2 separate regions of the Canis lupus genome follow, and region 2 is linked to region 1. The links are chromatin contacts, called in public Hi-C maps. All regions are on one chromosome and are shown on one strand. Each heading gives the region's core, a stretch centred on a gene start, on an enhancer-like site or on the middle of the called end of the contact. The rest is flanking DNA. Distances are from core to core; before and after follow the strand shown. Region 1 overlaps AKAP13 (A-kinase anchor protein 13). Region 2 overlaps AKAP13 (A-kinase anchor protein 13).

Region 1 (5,016 bases), core at 2,083-4,582:
AGGTCTGTTCTCCATTCCAAATAGTGGTTCGTGTGCTCCTCCTATGCAGGAGATCCTATTGTTATATCCATTTACCAGATGCAGAGCCTAACCAACAAAAATATGAAGAAGTAATTTGCCCACAGTGATCAGCTCCTAGGTGGCAGAATTAGAACTTGAGCCTACTTCCTTGCTCTAGAATCTGCTCTTTCTCCCAAGATTTATAGGTACAAGAGACTTGAAGAAGAATTAATAGGTTAATGGAAGAATCACCAGGGAATGAATAAAAACATGGTATTCAAACCCTGGCTGTTAGACTCTTACACCGTTCAACCCCAGGTCTCCTCTGAGCCTCAACTTCTTCATTTATAGCATGAGGGAGCGGTCCTGACAGGCGCCGGCATTTCTCCAGAGGTCAAAGCCTGTGGGTGTTAGCAGGCAGAGGCTGGACCAGGAGAGAAAATTAGCAAGACATTCCAAGAAAGGAGAATAGTTTAAAAAACAAAAAATGGAAGTAGAAGGTAAGTTCAAGGGATGGAAAACTACAGTTTCGGGAGGATATTAACTTGGTTACATCTGGATGATTAGTGACAGCAGAGACCTGGGTTCAAACCTATTTTACTTCTTAGCTATGTGGCCTGAGGTAAGGGACAACACCTCTAACCCTGTTAAATCTCAACAGTCTTCTGGTCCCTTAAGTGAAGAGCCAGAATTAGGAAGAATCTTCTCAAATTCTTTAATACCCTCACCCAAAACAACATCACACCTAGCCTCGATTCATTTCCAATGAAGTAAGACAGAGAGTGACAGTAATGTATTTTAGTCACAAGAATAATTTTAAAGAACAGTGTGGTTCTCATTCTTGAATCTAACCAATAATTACAGCATAGCATTACAAGCCTTAAGCCTGTGCAAAGGTAAGAAATCCAAAAGCTTGAGCCACTAAGGGAGTGACAAAGCCACTAATAGTAAATACCATCCACCACCCTATAAAAACTTTCTGTATAGACAAGTTCACACCATATTCCAGATCTTCAGCTTCATCACTCACACACACATACTCACACTCATAGAGGGGTGCATGAGTGCAAAAAGCCACAGTAAAGCACCACCACCTTACTTAAACCTGCAAAGTGTAGGAGTAAGTGTCTGCATGGAAATCTATCCAGCTAGGATAGAGTGAAGACGAAGGGGAGAGAAACAGAACGTGGTTCAGGAGCGTGTGTGTGTGTGTGTGTGTGTGTGTGTACTTGTGCAAGCTACGTGTGTTTATTAGCAGGCTAAGCATGCCTATCTCTTTTTGCTGCTTTAGCAGAAGAAATCTGTTAGAAGGTGGATGGTGCAAGGTGGTAGGTGGAGGGTGAACTGTCCGCTCTGTGTATACATTTTTGTGTAAAATAAAACTATCAGACGAGGCAGAATGTCAGAAAAGGCCATGAAACAGAAACCCAGGAGCAGCTATCCGATTGTGTGTGTGACATTTTTCACTTCAGATATAAATTCACAATCTGAAGGAGAGACTATGAATCATCCTAAGTAAAATGTGCCACAAGTCGGGAATTTGTTAGGTATGATTACAGCCTTCTTTTTCAAAAGAAACACCGAGGAATAAAAGATGAGTGAAGGAGTGAGTGTGTCCTGGACGAGCTTTAAGAACTCCGAGTACACTGAAAGAGCTACTACCGCTCAAAAACAGAGTGCCTCAGCCCGCTGTCTGGAAATCAGTGCATGGGGCTGCCAGTGCTACTCTCTCACACTAGTGCTTTCTATTATGCTCAAGACTATTTTTTAATCCCTATAAACTTTCAGACAAAGCAGTTAGGGAGGACAAAAACCAACATGTTAAAAAACAAAAGTTATGGGATGCCTGGGTAGCTCAGCGGTTGAGCGTCTGCCTTTAGCTCAGGGCATGATCCCAGTTCAGGGATCGGGTCCCACACTGGGCTGCCTGTGGGGAGCCTGCTTCTTCCTCTGCCTGCATCTCTGCCTCTCTGTGTCTCTCATGAATAAATTCTTTTTTAAAAAAAGTTATATAATATGGACCCAGTAAACCCACTGTATACACCCACACACAAAACATCTTATTGCCAAAAATTAGTTCTAGAGACAGTTCTAGATGAGCTCTCCAGGGGCCATTAGCCTTAAAACTGCCTTTGTATACACAAAATGCAAGGTATTAACAATGCCCACACATATACTCAAAATACACGGAAACCACAACGTGTGTGATATCATCACCCCAATTCAACCTCTTCTTATGTAAAAACAGAAGCTGCAATGGAAAGAAGAGTAGCAGGGTTTTCAGCTAGTGCCATGACGCTTCTCCTTCCACTCTATCTCCTGGTAATGAAGGAAAATAAGAATCACGAGTCTTTTTAAAAAGGGAAGTTCAGAAAACTTTACTGAGCTTCTTCTGAAGGCAGCAGCCCCAGAAAATTGAGACAGGGGAAGAAGAGAGACAAACTAGTAAATATGGCTGAAGTGTCAATTCCATTTCTGAAACAGCCTTCTGAATCAACCCATGATCAGGTCAAGTTCTTTTACAACAGAAGCATAAAGTAAATTAGGGGGTGGGGGAGACCCACTCCTGGCTAAGTGCGGGGCCTAAAGGATGAGGGCAACTCACTGAGGAGTCAGGAAATAGCAGGTGTGCTCTCCACCCTCCACAGCAGACAGGCTAGGTCACCCTGAACCAGTCACCCTGCCTGGAAGCCCAACACCACCTACCCTAAGACAGGCATCAAAAACTGGTAGCTAGTATTATCTTTTTTTTTTTTTAAAGCTATTAAAATATTTCTGTTTAAGGGGTGCCTGGGTAGTCAGTCAGTTGAACATGTGACTCAATTTTGGCTCAGGTCATGATCTCACGGACCATGATCTCGAGCCCCACATCGGGCTCCACGCTGGGCAACGAGCCTGTTTAAGATTCTTTCCCCACCCCCCTCCCTCTCTAAAAATAAAATTAAAAAAAATAATAAACTTAAAATGATCCTGTTTAGGTCACTCAAGGAAAAGAGATTCTCAATACTCTACAAAGAGCTTCTGTGGCAAGACCCAGTTGAGCTTGGAGCTAAAAGTTGCCTTTGGCACTGCAGAACTGAAAAGATAAAGAGAGAAGGGAAGGGAAATGCAGAATAAATAAAAACACAACAAAAAGCACCTAGCTGAGAAGCAACAATGTTAATTAACTGCTAATGCTCCTCTTAAAAGCATCTAATTCCAACCTTTTTTAAGTAGACAAGTCAGGAGGTATTTGTGCTCATTAAGTTGGAGAGCTTTTCTGTACGCTCCTTATCACTGTATAAAGCACCCGTACCCATGGAAACGAAATACTGCTACAGATAAACAACTCTGTTGAAGCATGACCCAAGAATTACTTCATTTCCTATTAAGCTAAAAGTGGCACACATCCCATCCGGGCCTTCTCTTTTGAGGATGAAACAATGGGACTTTGTTTGACCAACTATCCAAAAAGGAACCCTGAAAGTGCTTGCTGGACTAGCCCAACCCAGTCCCACTCAGAGGATGTTCTTTTTTTTTTTTTTTTAATTTATTCATTTGAGAGAGAGTGCACACATGTATGTGCATGGTGGGGGAGAGAGAAAGAGAGAAAAAAGAGAGAGAATCTCAAGCTGGGATTCTCCACTGAACACAGAGCCCCACACAGGGCTCCATCCCATGATCCTGAGATCACTACCTGAACTGAAACCAAGAGTCGGATGCTCAATCAACTATGCCACCCAAATGCCCCCACTCAGATCATGTTCTAAGAGAAAGGCTGTGGTAAGAAGTCAGTGGTAGAAAATACAAAAATAATATATTTTATTACTCCAGTTTGGCATGAAAGAATTTAAGAAGTGGCTCTATGGGGTTAAAGGAAATGTTCAGTCTTGAGGATTATATGCAAAAAAAGCACCTAATGCTAGTTTTTGGTGGTCAAACAGTAGATGCACAAATCTGGTATGTGTAAAACATCTCTTACATGTAAGAATATTTAAGCAGAGTGGGGGAAAAACAATAGGCACAGTAATTTCATCATGTACATTTTCTGAGGAAAAGGGGCTAATTAATACTAAAAACATGACCCACCAGATTTCAGCCTATTACTATAAGGTAGTGTTTCTCAGTGTTTTACTGTCACCCCCCCTCCCAAGGAGCCTCTGTAGACATTTTTCTTTATTCACTACCACCCCATCTAATGAAACTTTAATGCTATAAATATATATTTATTTGTATATGTGTACCTGTGCTTATATAGATTAAGACTTTTTGCCCTTCCCCCCCCCCAAACCAAGAGCCAATTTTCACTCCTGTGGCAGGGACATTGCCTTCACTATAACTCATGTGGCTAAGAGTCCAGTGCTATACCCTTAGTTCCAAGTATACAACGTCCACATAAGCACTCCAGCTGGGACAGTAGACAATGGGTATTTTTTCCCTTCAATTGGTCCTCAGTTTGTTTTTCCAGGATAGCAACTACATGTACTGACTAGCATTGGGCCAATAATTTAAGATTTTTAAAATTATAATCACACCTGTCTAGGGATCACCTAGATAGCAGGAGTGTTTTAGAATGGGGAGACTGTAACAAAGTGTCCAGTAGAAAGTAATAGATTCCTTCTCCATGGAGGGAAGGTCTGGTATTCTGTGATTAGGATGGTTTAAAGTCTAAAAATTCTTTCCAAATGTGTAATTCAATCTGGCAACTCTGGACATCAGCTACTAGAGACAGGTCCTGGTTCACAATAAGTGAAAGACACATCATGATCCACCTGTAGGGCTATTTACTGGGCTGGGCTATGATCACTGATTTCTAATAAGTCCAAAAGGAATTCTGATCACAGCAAATGGTTTCTTTTTCTTTTTTTAAATGACAAATCTTTATATATATATATATATATATATATATATATATATATATATATATATATATATATATATAATATATAAGTACCTTCCCCTTGATGAATGAGAAAAATACAAGAGCTGAGTCAAATTTTAGGTCAATGAATGTAGTTTTCCTGTCTAACAAGAACC
Region 2 (4,830 bases), core at 1,235-3,734, 160 kb before region 1:
GAAAAAAGCAGAATGAATAAGCCTAAGTCCTATCTAATATAAATGCAACACACAAAACAGTAAGAGGTATTTTCAGCGATGGATGTGTAAAGAGAACCGATCAGAAAGATAACATGTTAACTAACCACAGGGGGCACTACAGAGGGAGGTGATAATGCAAAGAGGAGGTAACACCAAAGTGGAGCTTTGCATTGGTGAGGACAGGACAGTACTCTGTGATTGACTCGATTCTGTGTACCACCTGAAGGCCCTGGAGGAAAAAAGAGAACTACTTACTTCACTTCACAGTTTATAAACTAAGAAGTTTGATCAGCAAGATCTCTTTTTCCCTTGTATAACTGTAGGCATTAAAAACATGCATAATTGTCAACTCATGGAAGAGAACTTGGAGATGCATGAAATTTCACCTGCTGAACCACATGGAAATAGGGCTGCCTCTCAGGTGAATACACACACTATTCTAGAAGCCTTCCAAGGGCATGTGATGGTAAAACATTCGGCTTTTGGACAATAATCTGCAGTCTTCTCTAACTAACCACAAAATAAATACTCAAGTCTTAAGAGTAACAAACAAATATTACAAAAACACGTTTAAGTCCTGAACCAGAGAGTCAAAAGAGCTGGCAGAGAGGACAGCTGAGTGACTTACGCTTGCTCCGCATGATGACTGTGGGCAGTGAGGATGTGTCCTGGGCCTGGAGGCTTCCTCTGGGCTGCTGAAGGAGAAAGGAAAATAAATACATGAGGACTGCATCCACAATTTATCTTCTGTCAGGTCTCAAGAAGCCCAGAGCCAGGAGAGAGCAGGGACAGCGCTCCAGCTGGGCTCCTGGCCAATGGTACTCACCATCCCTCCAGTTACCCTCACAGGCTCTCCTCTGAGCCTGCCAAGTTGCATGACCCCCAAAATGCTGCTTTTCCCCCGGAACACCCTGTGCCCCTTCACCTCAGGGCATTCCTCAATTCCAAGACAATGTGAGAACCATCTCCTGGGTAAAGCCACCCATCACCTTCTTTCTTCTCCTCATCCAAGGCAGAGCCTGGCAGTCCCGAGAATCATGCACAGACCTCCACAGTTTCCCCCTTGTTTATGGTCACTGTCTGCCTGCCATCTCTCCCCCCACTAGAATGTTGGTTCCTGAAGAGCAGCCCCTGTGCTTTTTTCATTTGTTTCTCCAAGTGACTAGCATTAATAAAAGTACTAAATAGTCCTTATGTAAAGTACTAATTTCAGTTGAGACTTTTGTTGTAGAATGTGACAGAAAAACTGTGAGAAATTAGAGTGAGCCAATTACTCTGAGATAAATCAGGCTACTTCCAATTTAGAAATGGAACTCCTCTTTCAGGCTATGTTCTCTTATAAGGGAGATGCTACATCCCTATCATCAGTGTTCTACAGAGCTTAGTACATTCCTAGTAGCTCTAAGTCTCGTCAGAGATCACAAACTCAGTGCCCATGGGGTTAGGCAGGCAACAAGTGAAGGAGGCAAGGCCGGGGTTGGGGGGAACCTACACATCCTGTTGAGGAAGCAGCAGCCTCTCAGCCCCCGTGGATTACCACTTTCTATCCATCTGCCCAACATTCAGGGACCTAGACAACCAGACTCTGTGCTGGATGCCTCAGATCTATCAACGGATCAAACATTCCTGACTTGAGACTGCTTGGCAAGTTTGGTGCTTACATTCTAGTGGGGGGGAAGGTGCAGATTACACAAAATAAATGTAGTAAGTAGATACAAGCTGTTAAATAGAGACTCTGAGAAGGTGAGAAGTACTATGGAGAGTAGGAAAAAAGAGCAAGGTGAAAACGGAGACTGCTGGGTAAGAGGAAATAACCAGGGTTGTGAGATCTTCCAATTTTCCTTTTTTGAGGTCATCCAATTTTTTTTTTGAGGTCATCCAATTTTTAAAGGAGAAATTAGAATCTAAATTGATATGAAATGTGATTTCTTCAAACAACTGCATCAACAACAAATACTTCCAGAGCCAAACAAAATTTACATCCCCAGCCTGATAAAATCTGGGGTACAGAAGTGTATCGTTTTTACACTCATTCAGACTTGTAGCATCTGCATCATCTGGGAACTGACTAGAAATGCAAATTCCCGGGCCCCACCCCAGGATGTGCAACCCGGGAAGAGGGATGCAGTAAGTGGTCTCTCGCAAAAGTCTCTGAGGGGACTCTAATGCACATTCATCCAGGTGTGAGGCCACTGCACTACGTAATGTTTGCTTACTGGTAAAGTGCACACCATACTAAGTATCATGTAGATGGAGCTGGAGTGCTTTCCTGACAAGGACAGAAGGACATTTATTTATGGGTGACTACAACACTGAAAACCACGGAGGCTACTTAGAAGGTAGGCCCCCAAACCCTCCCTCTTTAGGGCCACTTGGTAGGTGGTGCCCATTATTACACAGCATGCACCTCCCGGGCAGACACCTCCACTCACTTCCTGTTCTTGTGTCACATGACCAGAGACAAGTGCTCTGTGACCCATGGACAAAAGTGCTGCCGGGCAGGCCATGTCAAACTCTCACACTCCTCAGCAGTCAGAGCACCTGAATGCCACCTGCTGCCCTCAGGGTGGCCCCAGGGGAGCCGGGTGTGTGAACAGCAGAGCAGGCCTGCACACACAGTTAAGAATAAAACCACTTTAACAACGACACAGGGACATTAGAAACTCAGAGATGTGTATTTAACACGGAATTCTGAAAGCATTTTCTTTTCCAAAAGCCTCAGATACCCGAATGTGTTAAGAAACTCGGTGGCCTTAGAGAAAAATTGTTTGTTTTGGTCTCAATGATCACAATAAACAAAAACCCCAACCAGGACTCTCCCCATTCCGAGTAATGTCTTACCTTCATTTTGACCTTTGCACAGGAGGCCAGGCTTTCTCTACAGCCTTTGTGGACAAAAGCACTGCAACCTGAAAAACAAGCAAAGCCCCAGGTGACTTGGGCCAAGCAAACAGATCTTAGACTCTGACTTCCCAAGTGAAGTCACTTGCATATCACAATGCGGCTCTAACTGGAATTACACACTGCAGTCCCCTTCCAGAAAGCAGGCGTGTGATGTCATGGGGAGGAGGAGAAATGAGAGCAGATGTGATTTCTGATTAACGGAAACTAGAAGTCTGGAGCTTCTCAGGCAGGAAGCTGAGAGGCAACGAAGCAAAACGACAAGAGAAGTGCCTGCTGTCAACAAGTGAAATCAGAGTCATAGCTAAATCCATGAACAGAGAGCCCCTGACCAGGACCTGGGAAGTACGTATGCTTTTGCCAGAGGCAGAGTGTGAACCTCAGAGTCTACCTGTCTATGTCCTTCTGTTTGGGATCTTATCCACTCTGAGCTTTCTGCAACCCAGCTAGAGTCAGGAGACAAAAGAAAGGTCATCAGAACTACCCCAGGCATACCTTGCAATCTGGACTCAAGATAAAGTGGGAGACTTCCAGAAAGATGGAGGGGAGACCACTTCTGTCAAGGACAACCCTTACTTCTTTTCCCTTGGCTCCACAGCCACTGATGTAAAAACTCAGCCCTCTCTGTGCCTCAGAATGGTCGCTGTCAGCTCTTACTGCTGCTATGAAGTCATAAGATAGAACTGTACCAGGAGGCCAGAGGGGAAGCAGAAACAAAAGATCTGTGGGGACAACCAGTGACAAAAGCGTTTCGAGGGGAAGGCTCCCTGAAAAAAAAATCAACCCAACACCACAGGTCCTGACAGCCTCAACTCACTCACTGTGGGCCAAGACACTCTCTTAGCTCACACGTATGGATGTGCGAAGAGGGGAGTGATGATGGGGAGGATAGGACACTAGAATAGAGACTGCCAGAACCCCAGGCCCCAGGGGCCTCTCCCTACAGGACCTTCCTCAACAGTTGCTCCCATGATGTCTCCTTGGTTCACGGATCTCTTTGGTAATACCACCTGTCACACCATACTGTGATGGTCTTACGTTTTTTTCCTCCACGGAGTGCTCTTCTAGGGCAGGGACCCTTCATCTATTGCTTAATCTTTAAGTCTTTCTACCACAGTGCCTAGCTCATGGCTCCTATTCACATGTCTAGTTTAGACCCTGCTAGGTCTTTTTTATCCAAAAGGCAAATGCCCTGATACTACACTGATTATAGAATGTGAAACACCAACTGGCTCTGCGAGTTAGTGTGACCCAAGCAAGTCTGTCCTTACCTCAGTTTCCCCATCTAGTAAATGAGAGGAGGGTCTACTTTCCCCCAAGTTCCTTCAGCCTGTGATTCCCTAAGACTCTTTATGTTACATCTCTTGAAAAAAGGGTTAATTTTTCAAAGTGAGTCCCACTGGACTGTCCCACAAGGTTCATGCAGCCGAAGATTTCAACTTCTGTGTCATCTGAATTATCAGTAGGGTAGCCCCAGCCACCTAGTATGTTACGTTCAGGGAAGGGCCTCACCTGGAGAGTCTTGACAGAGGCCACCACTACCCAGAAGCTATCACGATATCAGGATATCAGGCTATCACAAAAGCTATCTGCTTTTGTCAACAGGATGGCCCACAAAGCTGGAACTAGTCTGGAGTCCTAGGGGTGGGGTAAGGCTTTATTCTGGGCCTTTTGCTCCTAGGCCTGCCTCTGTCCCCTGTCTAGCTAACCTCTTCTAGCTCCACCCCATGTGGCATTCATGGTCTGGCCACCTTTCTGTTAACACACCTGAAGAGTCATCTAAGCTCTTCTACCAATGGCAAAACAAGGTGAGGCTCTCCTGGAAAGGGGTCATGTTGGCATCAACAAGAAGAAATACTGGAAGGTTTTAACTCATTCTTGCCCCCCATTGCATTCTTCTCCAGGAAC

The links. Hi-C and Micro-C count contacts between places; a contact is called where the count stands out from the background.
Region 2: a Hi-C map of blood shows a contact between it and region 1, with 2.6 times the contacts expected there. The contact joins two enhancer-like sites. A contact is called at or near these places in 2 of 9 Hi-C or Micro-C datasets (both in blood).

Annotation. Positions count from the first base shown.
Region 1 is chr3:49,611,172-49,616,187 of UU_Cfam_GSD_1.0, reverse strand. The region is part of intron 3 of AKAP13 (A-kinase anchor protein 13); the gene reads right to left. Among named protein-coding and RNA genes, the nearest start is that of AKAP13, 130 kb to the right of the region's middle. Within about 2 kb of position 3,332, at least 4 of the 20 cell types and tissues checked have an H3K27ac peak or open chromatin away from gene starts, as enhancers often do. A contact at or near this core is called in blood, where this site is marked.
Region 2 is chr3:49,768,420-49,773,249 of UU_Cfam_GSD_1.0, reverse strand. It overlaps AKAP13 (A-kinase anchor protein 13), which reads right to left. Exons shown (of 40, transcript XR_005357033.1): 20 at 2,863-2,930; 21 at 650-716. Among named protein-coding and RNA genes, the nearest start is that of KLHL25, 98 kb to the left of the region's middle. Within about 2 kb of position 2,484, at least 8 of the 20 cell types and tissues checked have an H3K27ac peak or open chromatin away from gene starts, as enhancers often do. A contact at or near this core is called in blood, where this site is marked.